Regions from separate parts of the Mus musculus genome. Here all the other regions are linked to region 4. A link is a contact called in public HiChIP or PLAC-seq and promoter capture Hi-C data. All regions are on one chromosome and are shown on one strand. The core of a region is the stretch at or near the end of the contact, and the rest is flanking DNA. Distances in the headings are between cores, read along the strand shown.

Region 1 (3,486 bases), core at 49-2,548, 140 kb after region 4:
TCATGAAGAACAGGATCGATGATGACTGATCAAGAACACTGGCTGCTCTCGCAGAGGATCCAGATTAAGTCCTAGCACTCACATGGCAGCTCAGCCATCTGTAACACCGGTGAGCCAGTGCCCTCTTCTGCCCCTCTTGAACACTGTATGTACATGTGGTATACAGCTAGACATGCATGTGAAATGAAATTAGAAAAAATTAAAATATTCATGAGACAAGTGTGGGAACTTTGGGATATTAAATGAGTACAGATTGCACTTTGCATGCAGTAGGCTCAGCACCAGCCCCTCTTCCCCAAAGCCATTCCCCAAAAGCAGTGAAGATTTCCCTCTGATACTCTAATAGTATTTCTCACATTAAGTTAAAAAGCTTTAAAGTCATTGTAAAATTTCAGATTAATGTTAGGACATAGTAGAAGTACCTGCTACTTGCTGCTGAAGTCAGTGGCAGTCAGTGGAGTCCTAACTAACCCTTAGGAGAGTAAACTCTTTCTCAGTTCTTAGGAGATGAAATGCCTCCCTAATTTTCTTGATATCACTCAATACTCTCCCTTAAAAAAAAAAAAAAAACAAAAACAAAAAAACTCTTTCCAAGTAATGTGTACTTAAATGTGGCTGCATGTCCATTGGTAACCTGAGGACAGTTTTGGGGAGTTGGTTCTCTCCTTGTCCTGTGAGATGAGGGCATGAAACGTGGATCACCAGTCTTAACAGTAAGCGCTTTACACTTTGCTCCATCTTGCCAGTCCAGAGAGTTAGTTCTTTTCCACTGCAGAAGTTGCTGTCAAAGACTGCCTTACTCTCTACCTTCCAATAACCTATCTGCTTAAAGAGCAAGGTTAACAAGAACGATCTGGGATGATTAAGATTTACAAATTAAAAGATAACTCAGTCCAGTTTCACTTTTGCTTCTTATTATGCCACCAAATGAAAGTTGTGCTTTCATTTTCTGCTGCTAAGAATCCCTGACTCTGGCTCTCGGTCTTAGCACCATCTTCCTTGAGACTCCTGCGCCATGAGAGCGAAGTGGCTGAAGAAGAGAATGTGCAGGCTAAAGTGCAAGAGAAGAAAAATGAGGCAGAGGTCCAAGTAAGCCAGCCTGTGCACCCAGGACGCCTGCGGGAGCAGATGTGAGGGATGCTCAAGGCTGGGGCAGCCGAACAAGCTGTCGGACTGTATGCTGCTGTCGGTAATAAGTCTCAGTAGACCTGGAACATCACCTCGCCATGATAACCTGCGAATGACTGCCTTTCTTACAACCAAAACAGTCCTGCTGGCCCTCTGCCCTGGACCTTTGGCACTCTGGACTAATTCTGTTCTCTCTTATGGCCAAGTGTAACTCATGTACAATAAATCCTCTTGCTGTCAGCTGAAGAATAAAAAAAAAAAAAAAAAGAGACTCCCTGGAATGAATCTGCATATTGAAGATTGAAAGAATCTTTTCCAAAATTAGGAACTTACAAACTTCGCTGTGTCCTGTTCACATACTGATGTATGAGTGGGTTCTTCAAAAATGAGGCTTGAGTGGATTTAAATATTATATATTTAATATTCATACAGTATAATAATATAAACCAGTTATGGTGGGGGCACAGCTATACTGTCAGTCAGGAAGCTGACACAGTACAATCACTTGAGTTTGGAGAGCTGAGTTAGAGACTTACCTAGAAAACACAGCTAAGACCTTGTCCCTAAGGAAAAATAATGTTAATTTGTTCTTTCAGGTGCGGTGTTTAAAAGACTATGGAGAATTTGAAGTTGATGATGGCACTTCAGTCCTGCTTAAAAAGAATAGTCAGGTAGTTTCTGTTGACACATACTTTAAACCTTGTTAAGAATGTGTGTGTGAGCAGCCAGGTAATGGCTCACGCCTTAATCCCAGCACTTGAGAGGCAGAGGCAGGTGGAATGATGAGTTTGAGGCCAGCCTGGTCTAAAGAGCAAGTTCCAGGACAGCTAGGGCTACACAGAGAAACCCTGTCTAGGAAAAAAAAAGAAAGAGAGAAAGAAGGAAGGAAAGAAGGAAGAAAAGAAGGAAGGAAGGAAGGAAGGAAGGAAGGAAGGAAGGAAGGAAGGAAGGAATGTGTGCATGGAAATGCTGGTTTTGATAGCAAAGTAATATCTCCTTCTGACATTCTTCTGTATCTCAAACCAGTTCTGGATTTTTTCTAAATAATAAGACTTGAAGCAAATGTGTCACATGGCAAGAGAATGTTAATTCATTTATTAAGCTTGTGGTTATATTTAATGTATTTTTCCTGAGTAGTTATTATAATAGGTCTTATTCTAGTTAGTTGACAAAGTATTTGGGGACTATTAAAATGTTGAATTTCAGGGTTGGTAATCCACCTGAGACAGGAGGAACAAAAGTTGAATACCAAGCAGGTGTAGTGGAACTTGTCTTTGATCCCAGCACTTGGGAGGCAGAGGCAGGCAGAGCTCTGAGTTCCAGGCCAGGCTGGTCTACATAGCAAGTTCAACAGCAACCTAGGCTACAATTGTAAGCCATCCCTGGCAATTTTGTGAGTTCTTGTAAAAAGGTTTGGAGTTGTGCCTCATTGGTGAAGCACTTGTCCAGCGTGCATGAAGCTATGGGTTCATATCCATATACTAGAGTAAGAAACAAAACAGTAAATGAAGAAAATATCTAATAAAAAAATTTAAAAAAAGAAACAAAACAATGTTGGATTAAGCTTTTCCTTAAAATTTTAAAAGTTCTTAAGTAACCATTTTTAACTTATACTTCATTTTAACCTTGTCCTTTAGAGCAAGAAATTGTGATGTAGATCAGAAACCTTTAAATACTTAATATGTAAGCAGAAGAACTTAATAGGACAGATTAAATTTGCCAAGTTGTGAACGAACTGAGACTTCATATTACCACAGTTCATTTTTATCCTCTCTCCATTTTCTGAACTGGCAGTACAGAAGGGAGCGAGCCTCCGAAGGCCACTCTTTCTTTCTTCTTTACCTGCCCTGCCATGTGGCTATTGACCATTTAGTATCATGTTGTTGTGGGCATCCTGGAGCAGAGTACTTCACACCATCTGCTGCTCTGGCCCGAGAGGGTGACTCATCTGTTTTATTAGTGTGCAGGTGTCATTTCCCAAGACTAGGTTTTTAGGACGGATTTCTAGGACATCCTAAATTTTTTGTTAAACCAACTGTTCGTTCCCATGTGCCTCCTTAAACATAATGCATCAAAACCAGATGGTGAATTAAAATGCTTTAAAAACAAACAAAAAACAAACAAACAAACCCCTATGTTCTGGAGGTGTCAGGAGAACCTGCAGTTGCCAAAAGCAAAGCTGTCCTCGGAGCTATTTCAACTTGGTGTGGTTTTCTTGGGCTCTGAGGTTGATCTGCCCACTGTGTACGGAGGCAGTGAAGGCTGGGCCTGTTAATCTGCTCCTGTGTGGACATGTGACTAGCCTGAACAGCTTAGTTATCTCTATTTGATTCCCGTTTTCTACTGTTTAATGTTAAG
Region 2 (3,336 bases), core at 520-3,019, 250 kb after region 4:
GAAGCTCAAGGGATATTCTTGCCTTGTTTCCCAAGTCATTTTTTTTTGTTTTAAAAAGTAAAACCCAAAACTCACTGTGGCAGGGATATGAAAGATGAATTGGATGTGGTCAGCCTGGAGATAAGACTACAGCAAAAATTTACATTGGATGAGCCTTTTTGTCATTAAGGGGAGAATAAGCGAGACTGGGAGACAAGAGTGGATGGGGACGCAGTTCACTGAATGAGCGCTGGATGGTACAATCTTCCCATGTATGGCATGAAAGCTACCTGACAGTGTTATGCAGACTAATGCTCAAATTTACGAGGATCTGAGGCTAGGCATAGACAGGGGGTCTGCTGAGGCACCGAGTACTGGGAGAATTGTGATTCAAATGTGAGGTTTAATAGACCTACTTAACAAGAACCAGCCTAACACAAAACCTGAGTCTCAAAACACGGGCCTCAGCTGGATAAGAGCACCTGTTGAGTGTGCCCTGTCTGCAGTCTGAGATAATGGAGGCAGAACACACGGAAGTATGTAACGTGTGAGGGTGTCACAATGCACGGGGCAATCGACAGCGTGGAAATCTTCAGTTAAGACTGATTCCAAGTGTGGGGAGAAGTAGCTCAGGGGAGAACCTGTCTCGGATGGCGAGGAGGTAGGCTCAAACCTCAGAACCAAGAAAATAACACACACACACGCACACGCACACGCACATGCACACCCCAATTCAAAATACCTAGTGACGTTGGCACTTTGGGAGCCACCTAACCACTTGGCAAGCCTATTGTATTCTTGTGGCAGAGACAGAAGCTACGTCCCAGTGAGTGGATTTGGAAATACAGAGAAGAGAGCCCTGATGGAGACAACGGGTGGCAATTTTCCTTAAAACATAGCTGTGCAGAAAAGCACAGTCCAAGAGAGATGTAGGGTTAAAAAATTTTAAAGACCGACACGAACAAACTGTGGGTGCAATGCAGCAAGAAATGTGGAAGGTTTAAGATCCAGATAAACAAAAAACTACCTGAAGACGCATAAGACCCTTAGTATTGAAAGGGCAGGCATTTTTTTGTAAGTGGGCTTTCCACATCTGATACTCCTTCGGTTTCTCCTTGAAGCTGAAGGCAGGGGATGGAAAGTAGGGGTGGGTTAAGAGCAGGACTGGAAAAGGAAGATGTCCGACAGCATCTGTAGCTATAGCTAGGAGGGTGCAGATCAGCAATGCCTCACTAAAAGACTGCCCCCTCAGCATTTTATGTGCCGAGGGTCTCAGCACCAGAAAGCCCGGAAGGCCACAGGGAGGCCTGCAGGGAAAAAAAAAATGCTATGATGTAGGTTAAGTCCAGGCCCGCCTCTCAGAGTTATATAACTTCCTGGGCCAAAGCCTTGTCTGAGCCTCTTCCCCAAAACCCACCGCAGCCCATCTCGCGCGGGGCTGCAGCAAGAGGAGGGCGAGGGGTCTCGTCCCGCGCCGTCCGAGCCCGGGTGACCGCAGGTGGCGGCGACTCTGCAGTCGTGGCAGTTCAGAGTCCAGCACCCGGCCCCACGCGCGGGAAAGAAGCTCCACGGGCACGCAGCGGGGGGACTGAGGGTGCGGAGCGGAGTGCTGGCCCGGCAGGGGAGGGCGACGGCGCGGGGACGTTACCTCCAACATGCCTCTCCTGCTCGCCCCGGCCGTGTCGATGAGTGTGTTGTCCAGGTCAAAGAAGACCGCGCGGACCCGACTCAGCCCCATAGCCTCGGCAACCCAAGCAGCGCGCGAGCCGCTTCTGCCGCGCCGCGCATGCGCAAGGCGGTCAGGAACACCTGGGCGGAGTCTCGGAGGTCACCTGACCCTTCCAAAGCTCCGGGGTCTCCGTGGCAAGATCGCGCGAGATTCGGACACTAAATTTTATAGGGTGCGCGTGCACGAGAGGTGGATGAGTGTTATCAAGGCTTACTGCTGTGTGTGGGTGGATGGTCCTCTCCGTTAATGGCTTGGTGGGCTTGCTTAGGGCTGAGAAGGACATCCGAGCCGTACTGGAGAAACTCTCCAGACCCTTGGCTGGCCTGTCTTTCTATGGTGACCGCACAGTCTCCATCAGGAGATGGGGCAGGAGAGTGTGCCCACCAACCTCGGAACCTAGCTGCCCGGTGACTTTAGCGCTTCACTTCTTGCCCACAGCCTTGTAGGAACTAGAGCCTTCATCTGAACATCCTTTGAAAGATGCTTAGAAGAACTGAAGAGAAATGGGAGTCTCTGCAGTGTCTGCCGAATGGTTGTTCTTAAAAATGTGTATTTGTGTTTCTGTGTACGTGAGTGCCTGCAGAGGACAGACGAGGTCGTCCTGGAGCTGCAGTTGCGGCGGCTGTGAGCTGCCCACTGTGGGTGCTGGGAACTTGGGTCCTCTACAAGAGCAGTATGAGTTCTTAACCAGTGAACCATTTCTCCAGCTCCTTTCCCTCCATCTTTACTCATTTTTCTGAAACTCTGCAGCCCAAGTCTTGTGTGCCTATTAATTGCATGGTTTTCTGTAATTTCTAGCAAGGAACCGAGACTGTCTGTTAAGAACCCCACAAGATAAGTAACAAGGTTTGCCTTCTGTTGGTTGAAATCAACCTCTAATCCTTTTTTATTGATGAAATTTGGAGTCACTTTCACTAACCTGGAACTTATTGGGTCAGCCAATGCCACAGACCTGGTTCTGAGCTTTCGAATTAGGATTGGTTCTTACATTGTAAGTTATTCAGAGAAAATGAGAAAGTATTTCATAACATGTGAGAATTGATTAAATTTAATTGTCTATAGTTTCAGTTTTTGTTGTTTGTTTGTTTGTTTTGAGACAGTGTCACATTGAGTAACTGATTGGCCTGGAGCTAGCTGTGTAGACCATGCTGGCCTCAAATTCAGAGTGATTTGCCTCCCTCTGTCTCCCAAGTGCTAGTTCTCCCAAGTACCACCACATCTGGCTTGAATTAACTTCAACTAAGATCTTTGTCTATACTTGAATGATACTGGCTCCAAGTGGCTTCTGTTCATAGTGAACTGTACCCTACCTGGGTAATATATACAAATTGTGAAAAAATGGCTGGGCCTCCAGCCAGTCAGGCCCAAACCGCCAAAACTATGTAAGGTAAAGGCTGACTTCAGCCAGTCATATTGTTCTTGTCTTTTCATTGGCTACAAATTTAACTTTGAGCTGTATTGTGTTCATAAGGAACTTGTTGGCCCACCTTTGCTTGGCTGTAAAACTTCCTGTGTTTTGAGATAAACTTAACTCCTTTTGGGTGTTTAATAATTGGAATGCAGCATCCTTGAGTCTATGTAGTATACTTCTGCTTTTGCCTGACAGTGACAGAGTTGTATAACTTGAC
Region 3 (3,251 bases), core at 398-2,897, 170 kb after region 4:
TTTTGGTAAACTTAGGCTAATCAAGAGCTGACTAATAAGAATTTGTGACAGATCATTTAATAATTCAAAGTTCTTCTTCTTATTAGTAATGGGTCATTTGAACTTTGATTTCTCTTTCTGGTCTTCCTATACTGAAATTTCTTTACGAAGGTTCATTTGGAAGTACAGTCAGGGAACACTTTCTGTCTTGGGATTTGACTAGTCACTGGAGTATCTGCAGCACAGCCAAGCAGTGCCCAGGTATGGCTGACCAGAGCCTGAATAAGAAGTTCTTTCTGGAAAAGAAGCGCTTGCAATCACTTGTGGGCCACCCTGCACTTGACGGCCAAGGAGATGATAGGAAAGAGATGAGGCCTCACGTGGCCACTGGGGTCTTGAGCCAGGGAGTTTCTGCAAATCCATAGTGCTGGTCCTGTGCAGCAGGCCTGCCCTTCCTGTCATTGCTGCAGGGCAGGCTGTAGGAAGGGGACCCAGGGATGCTCAAGATGGGTAAGCAGACTCGGGGAAAGGCACGTACCCTGCACTTAAGCTCATAATCGTTCAGGATGGCTGTGAACTGCTCCTCCTGGGCCAGGAGCTCCATGCTCTGAGGCTCCAGCTGAAAGAGAGAAATGTGCATACCAGCATATCAGCTTTCCTGGGAAGACAGGACATGATGTGCTGACTCTGACCCCACTGACCACTGGAACTGCTCTGAATAGCAAAGGCTTGCCTTGTCCTTCAGCACAAACTGGAGGTCACTCTGCAGGCGTAGGACCAGCTTCTCTGAATCCGAAAGCTTTTCTACCACTTCTATGATCTCCTTCTGCAATCGACTGTTTTCCTAGGAGATAGGTTGACATGGGCTGGGTTCAGGACACAGAAAGATGCTGATAAGTCTCCATGTCACCTCTCTGTATGGTGGAGGGTTGTTTCTAGCAGCTTTTCAGGAAAAGCCCTGAAAAAGGCAGGCATGTGGCTGCCTGCTGCCTCTACACCAAGCAGGCAGGGTGAGCTGTTGGAACCCCATCTCTTATGACAAACCCAACACCTCCAAGGTGATTGTTTCCCCACTGTCTTCCCTTCTTGCTCCCACTCCCATGTTCAGAGCATTCATGAGTGAAGGAAGAAAGGGCTGGTAAAGCGTTATGTCCAAGCTGCTTTTAAAGTGATCGGTTTGAAGTTGTATCAGAATGGTTCAGAGGTCCAGCACCGCAGTGGTGGGTGTCAGAAGACAAGGATTGTGCTGAGAAGGGTCAAGAGAATGGCATCACATTAGTGGATGACGTGAGTTATGTCCAGATACTCTTACCACAACGGGCAGGGGCTGCAGGAACCAGGGTGGAGGAAAAAGGCCACAGAGGTCCTTAGGCATTAGGAAAAAAGCTGGGAGCAGAACAGAAAGAAGGCACGCAGGTAAGTGCTGCTAGAGCTTGGCTGTCCACACAGCTAAGATGGTGTTTGGGAGCCAAAAGCAGGGGAGGTACAAGGCAGGGAGGCACCAAAAACCCTAAAAGTTGTGGCTATGAATCCAGGTCATGGCAGGCCGTGTCTAAAGGTGTTCCTAGACCCTAGGGATGCAGCCATGCGGCTGTGGTAGGAGCTGATTCACTCTGATTTTGAGCTCAGATGACTCAGAACAGAGGAGGATTGAGCAAAGCCAAGACCTCCTACTTTGAGTGAGTGTGATGTCACTCTGCTCTGCCAATATGTGCCCTCCCGGTTTACAGCAGGGATGCCTCCCACCTACCTTCAGAGCCAATGTCAGCTTCTCTCGGAGACTGGTCTCCTCAGCCTGGAGACGGCCCACATCCTGCTCCAGCACGGCTCTCTGCCTGCGGGCTTGCTCCCAGAATAACTCTCGCTCCATCTCTACCTCGGACCGCAGGAGGCTCAGCCTTCCCCTGTACTCTTGCTCTAGGTGCCTACAACAGAGCACACAATACACAGTCTCTCTCAGAAGTGTCACTTGGCCTCTCTGGACACCTGTCTTTGGAATGCTTCCTCTGCTGGACCCTGTCAATTTGCTCAACAGATGAACTGTCTATGCCAGAGATAAGAGACATTGCATATACTTCCTTCATGAACTGGTGGAAAAAGGGGGTTGGGGTGGTGGTGGACACATGGTAAATACTCAAAGCTGTACTTGGAGCCCTGGGGTGAGCAAGTGGGTAGAGTTCTCTATGCAGGTACCCTAGATGTCTTGTCTCTCCACCTATCCTGCCCACATTATACCACATCATCCCAGGCAACCCTAGCCTACAGAAGCCCTGTGGCAGGCCTCTGATGCCAGATGATCAATGTCAGCCTCCACTTCTAGGAGACAGGCTGCACAAAACCTGTGGACAGTGGATTCCTGAGATGAGGGGAGCCAGCACAGGAATTTCTCCCTAACAGTCTATCCTCATCTTCCGCGAGTGCTGCCAACCGTGGAAAGCAGCGCAAGCCTTAGTCTTTTCACTCTGGTGGCAGCTACACGGCCTGTAAGTCTCTCTAGACTGCAGGACGCCTCAGCAGGGTCAGTGACTAAACCTGAGAGAAGGTGTGGGTTCATTCTCCCAGCTGACACAGCCTGGACTTTTATCTCAGCTAATAGCTTTCCAGAAACCATACCCTAAAGGGAACAAGATGGAGATTGGGAGAAAGAACAAATCTCATTTATGCTTGGAAAACAACTTGGGAAATTTTTGGTTTTTTAAAAGATATTTTAAGGGTTAGAGATTTAGCTCAGTGTATCTCTGGCCTAGCAAACATAAGGCCCTAGGCTCAGTCTTCAGTTATAGAAATAAAAAAGAGATTATTTCCACAATATATTTTATCCTATTTAGCCCTTTCACCCCATTAAAAAAACCTTAGAAATGCACAACCAAAAGAAAGTGGATAAAGATTGCATACTTACAATCGAGTCTCTGCAGTCAAGAGAAAAGAGTGAGCAGGCTTTGCACCCCTTGGTGCTTCTCCGACCTAAGGTTCTTACACTCCCTAAATAAATAAGCTATCTTTGAAATAGGGTAAGACTGGTCAGGCACAGTGGTTCGTGCTACTATTTATAAGCACAGCTACTCAGGAGACTGAGGCAGGAAGATTCCAAGTGGGCAGTCAGCCTGGAGAGCTCAGTAAGACTGTCTTAAAATGAAATAAAAAGGGGTAGGGATAGAGCTCTGTAGTACAGCACTCGCTTAGTATGCATGAGACCTGGGACGAAGGGAGAGAATGATGATGTAAGACCCGGACAGAGAAGACTTGGATTTCAACTCCATACATCCATGAGT
Region 4 (3,515 bases), core at 942-3,441:
TCAGAAAAGTCTTTGAACAACTGTTTTGAAGCAGGTCAGCCAGTGTTGAGATTACAGGCATGGCTAGCTCTTTGGAAACCTGTAGTCTGTTCCCCTGGACTGTGGAAGTGTCATGAGGGCACATACACTGAGAAGACTTCTGAACTGCCAAATCACTCTCAAGGAGGTTCCATTAATCAGAGTCCCCAGCCTCCAGCCTAGCAGGAGCCCCACAGCCCTGCCATCAGGGGCTGAAATTTGATCTTGCTGACTTGAGAATCCCAAGGAAAAAGTGTGGAATGAATTCCAAATCAGAGCAAGAGTAGGGGAAAACATTCCAGTGTGTTGTCTCCCAAGAAGTCTGCCACTGAGTAGAGGTTGAGGTAAATTAACTTTGGAATCATCAAACCAGGAACAACTTAATTTGCCTTTTCTAGAACTGGCACTGGAATGCAGGGTATCCATTGTGCAAACCACACTATTACTGAGCTACACCTCCAGTCCTACACCTGGACTTTTATGACATCCCCTGTGGCAACCTTTATCTCCATAAGCAGGACCGTCTGCATCCCCATCAGCTAACCTAAAGAGGCAAATGAAGGCAAGTCACTGACCTCACTATGTGGGGAAAGCGTCTCCACAACAAGGGAAGGCAGTTCTTCTGGGGCCAAGGGAGTTTACAGGAGGCAGCACTGTATATCGATGACCAGAGGGTCTCATCCCAGAGCTCCCTGGGAAAGAGTGCCAAGCGGCAGCTTTGAAAGCTGCTCCCCACATATGGTGAAGGGTTATGTGTCTCTGTCAGAGAGGCTGATCTCTAGCTATAGGGTATTCCTTCAAAAACTATATATATTCATGTATGAATGTATGTCTGTATAATTTTATGATAGCTTGGTGTCTGGTTATGTAGGAGTCAATTGGATTAAAGTTTTACTTAGGTAGGTTGAGTCCTGCCTTGTTAAAAAAAAAAAAAAAAAAAAAAAACCACCCACCCTTTATCTGGAAAACAAACATTTGCCAAAACTGCCTGAAGGGAAGGTTGTCACAGAGGACTAAGGTCATGCTGAACCTCCTCTTACAGTTTGCTAAGAGAAAAGTTCTTTTACAGTCCAAGACTACTGTTATTTGCAATTCCTGTATGCCTTTTTATTGCTACCTGCCTGATACATATTATTGAAATTATAATGTATTCTTATATAAAACCATTTGTTTCTGCAATTTATGTTGCTGTAAACACTCCTAACTAAACTCCCTTAATGATTAAGGGATTCAGAGACCACTCTGAGATGGTCCCCTAGGCAGGCAGTGTTGCCTCCTGACCTATAAACGGTAAGAAATTTGGGCTGGCCTAAACCCTTTCAGAACCTCAGCTTGCTTCCCTGCTCACCAATGAAATGTTTCTCCTTCTTCTCCTTGTGCATGGCTGACTTCTTTCTGGATGGAATTTTTCTTTAACAACCAGAAAGGTTGTGATTGATAGTAGCCTCTGCCCATCCTTGGAGAGAATGCTGTATACTTAATTTGCAGCAGATTTTTTGTGTTTGTCACTGCAGCCTAGACTGGCGATTTGTATTTTGAGGAGTTCCATGCAGTTTGTTCTCCAGAGCTGAAGTGGTGTCATGGAGGCACAAACATTGATATGACTTATGAATTTTTAGTTTTTGCACAAACAACGTTTTTTTCTTGCGTGTGTTTTCAGAACCACCTGTCAGCTTGGCGACGAGTCCCAGCAGGTATTGGGGGCTGTCTGTCAAGCGTGTGCACACTTCTCTGAACGTTTAACAGAGCTCAGCTACACCTGAGCACCCAATGCAGTCCTAAAAAGGGCATCTGGTGATTCTGTGCAGAGCCAGTCCCTGCAGCCCCGGAAACTCCAGGAAGTCCCTGAATGGCAAGAGTTTGCCTTCCAGTGTGGCAGGCGCAGCCACTGGTTCGGTTTCTACTTTTGCCTCATAAAAGTGGTAAATCTTAGGTATGGGGAAGCTGCAGTCCGGTTTTTCCAGCCCCAGACACACCAGTAAAGGAATAAACCATTTCCCCTCGAGCGTCCACGTTCTCTTCCCGGCTGAAACAGCCTGATTGACGGGCTCTTTCTCCGAGGCTCCGCCTCCAGATCAGCCCACGCCCATCCACAGGGCCCGGCCCTCTCGCAAAGCGCAGGCGCAATCCGTATGAGCCGGCCTCCGCTGCAGTCCTTGGCGCCAGAGACACCGCAGCATCCCAGCGCTAGAGTCTTCTCTGCTCGCTCCAGGGCCGTACCCTGTCCTCTGCCTCTTCTGGCGCCATGGCGAAGCCGTTGACGGACAGTGAGAGGCAGAAGCAGATCAGCGTGCGTGGCATCGCGGGGCTGGGCGACGTGGCCGAGGTGCGGAAGAGCTTCAACAGACACCTGCATTTCACGCTGGTCAAGGACCGCAATGTGGCCACGCCCCGCGACTACTTCTTCGCTCTGGCACACACAGTTCGCGACCACCTAGTGGGCCGCTGGATCCGCACGCAGCAGCATTACTATGAGCGGGACCCCAAGGTGAGCAGCCCGCCCTCCCTGGGAGGGAGACCGAGCCCAGGGCAGGGCGGGTCCCGCCCCCCCCCCCCTCCCAAGTATCGCCCACGGGCCTGGTCCCTGTTGCACCACGGTCACCTGCGACCAATGAAGAGACAGTAGAGTTATGCATCCTCCTTCGAAGGACCGGTGCATACCCTCTCTTTCGGGTTTCGTTTTAATTGAGACCCATCCCCCTGCTCCCCGGCCCGCAGTCCCCAGTCCCTAAGTATGGCTTTGAGTGGCCCCTTGTCTTCCACCGCAGTCAGTCCCCCACCGGTACGTTGTCTGGAATCTGGCTGTATGGAGCCAGGCCTCTGCCCACGGCGGAGTTGCGCATCCCAGAGAAGTGCTCTAGGGGTCTGCTCTTGCCGGCGGATTTTCCGGCTGTTTTCCAGCTGTGGACTTCCGAGATGGCTTCAGAGTTCATGCTTCCTCTACTCCCCCACTCCCCTCCCCCTTTTGTTTTTCTGCAGCCCCGAGCGAAGAAGATGGGGGACTGGAACTAGATCCGGTAGTTTTATGAGTCGGAAAGGGGTGAGATCAGTAATCTGCAGGGAATTGCCCCGCCCCGTGCTCCCCACCCTACCCCCTACTCCGAGACTGATGAGAAGAAAATCACTTGTAATGCCTGCCTGAAACAGGAGAGGGTCCGAAACTCAAAGATGGAATCCTCGTGGGGAAGGCTGCCTTTGAGGTTTCCACCTTGACAAAACTTGTTAGCAAGTTGCTTTAGAAGTTGTAGCATTTTTTCTGTTTTGCAAACCTTTATTCTTAGTAGGAAAACAAAATACACTGAACGGAGCCTTTGACAGTTCTCACCACCCCAACCCCCAAAACTTCTCAGCTCTGTCTGCTGGACTGCTAACTCTGTGCAATTAAGCTGGCTTCAAACCCACGGAAACCCACCAGCCTCTGCCTCCAGAGTGCTGGGATTATTAAGGCGTGTGCCAGCTCCACCAGGTCCCCCAGTCCTCCTTATTCTGTTCCGTTT

Evidence for each region. Promoter capture Hi-C pulls out the DNA fragments that hold promoters and counts their contacts. HiChIP or PLAC-seq counts read pairs in DNA pulled down with a chosen protein or histone mark.
Region 1: a promoter capture Hi-C map of 3T3-L1-derived adipocytes shows a contact between it and region 4, with 2.3 times the contacts expected there. The contact joins the enhancer-like site here to the promoter of Pygb in region 4. A contact is called at or near these places in 5 of 39 promoter capture datasets (3T3-L1-derived adipocytes, the C10 cell line, the HPC-7 cell line and 2 more), 10 of 484 Hi-C or Micro-C datasets (B cells, bone marrow, embryonic stem cells and 7 more), 7 of 115 datasets of contacts at active chromatin or transcription factors (the 230-238 cell line, embryonic stem cells, extraembryonic endoderm stem cells and 3 more) and 3 of 9 other capture datasets (adipose tissue, liver and pancreatic islet).
Region 2: an H3K27ac HiChIP or PLAC-seq map of embryonic stem cells shows a contact between it and region 4, with 5 times the contacts expected there. The contact joins the promoter of Nanp here to the promoter of Pygb in region 4. A contact is called at or near these places in 9 of 39 promoter capture datasets (the C10 cell line, the HPC-7 cell line, embryonic stem cells and 4 more), 4 of 484 Hi-C or Micro-C datasets (CD8 T cells, bone marrow-derived macrophages, regulatory T cells and 1 more), 14 of 115 datasets of contacts at active chromatin or transcription factors (the 230-238 cell line, the SCID.adh cell line, astrocytes and 8 more) and 5 of 9 other capture datasets (adipose tissue, embryonic stem cells, liver and 2 more).
Region 3: a contact with region 4 is called in a promoter capture Hi-C map of hippocampal neurons, with 2.2 times the contacts expected there. The contact joins the enhancer-like site here to the promoter of Pygb in region 4. A contact is called at or near these places in 4 of 39 promoter capture datasets (the HPC-7 cell line, cranial neural crest, hippocampal neurons and 1 more), 2 of 484 Hi-C or Micro-C datasets (bone marrow-derived macrophages and embryonic stem cells), 3 of 115 datasets of contacts at active chromatin or transcription factors (embryonic stem cells and microglia) and 2 of 9 other capture datasets (adipose tissue and liver).

Annotation. Positions count from the first base shown.
Region 1 is chr2:150,926,318-150,929,803 of GRCm38.p6, forward strand. It overlaps Gins1 (GINS complex subunit 1 (Psf1 homolog)), which reads left to right. Exons shown (of 7, transcript NM_027014.1): 6 at 1,725-1,799. It also overlaps the pseudogene Gm20550. Among named protein-coding and RNA genes, the nearest start is that of Gins1, 18 kb to the left of the region's middle. Within about 2 kb of position 1,299, at least 11 of the 459 cell types and tissues checked have an H3K27ac peak or open chromatin away from gene starts, as enhancers often do. A contact at or near this core is called in 3T3-L1-derived adipocytes, adipose tissue and regulatory T cells, where this site is marked.
Region 2 is chr2:151,037,610-151,040,945 of GRCm38.p6, forward strand. It overlaps Nanp (N-acetylneuraminic acid phosphatase), which reads right to left and starts at 1,770. Exons shown (of 2, transcript NM_026086.2): 1 at 1,628-1,770. The coding sequence starts at 1,717.
Region 3 is chr2:150,958,039-150,961,289 of GRCm38.p6, forward strand. It overlaps Ninl (ninein-like), which reads right to left. Exons shown (of 24, transcript NM_207204.2): 11 at 1,730-1,904; 12 at 713-823; 13 at 518-598. Among named protein-coding and RNA genes, the nearest start is that of Ninl, 50 kb to the right of the region's middle. Within about 2 kb of position 1,648, at least 21 of the 459 cell types and tissues checked have an H3K27ac peak or open chromatin away from gene starts, as enhancers often do. A contact at or near this core is called in hippocampal neurons, where this site is marked.
Region 4 is chr2:150,784,605-150,788,119 of GRCm38.p6, forward strand. It overlaps Pygb (brain glycogen phosphorylase), which reads left to right and starts at 2,192. Exons shown (of 20, transcript NM_153781.1): 1 at 2,192-2,506. The coding sequence starts at 2,264. It overlaps Gm30141 (a long non-coding RNA gene), which reads right to left and starts at 2,148. Exons shown (of 3, transcript XR_375102.4): 1 at 1,367-2,148.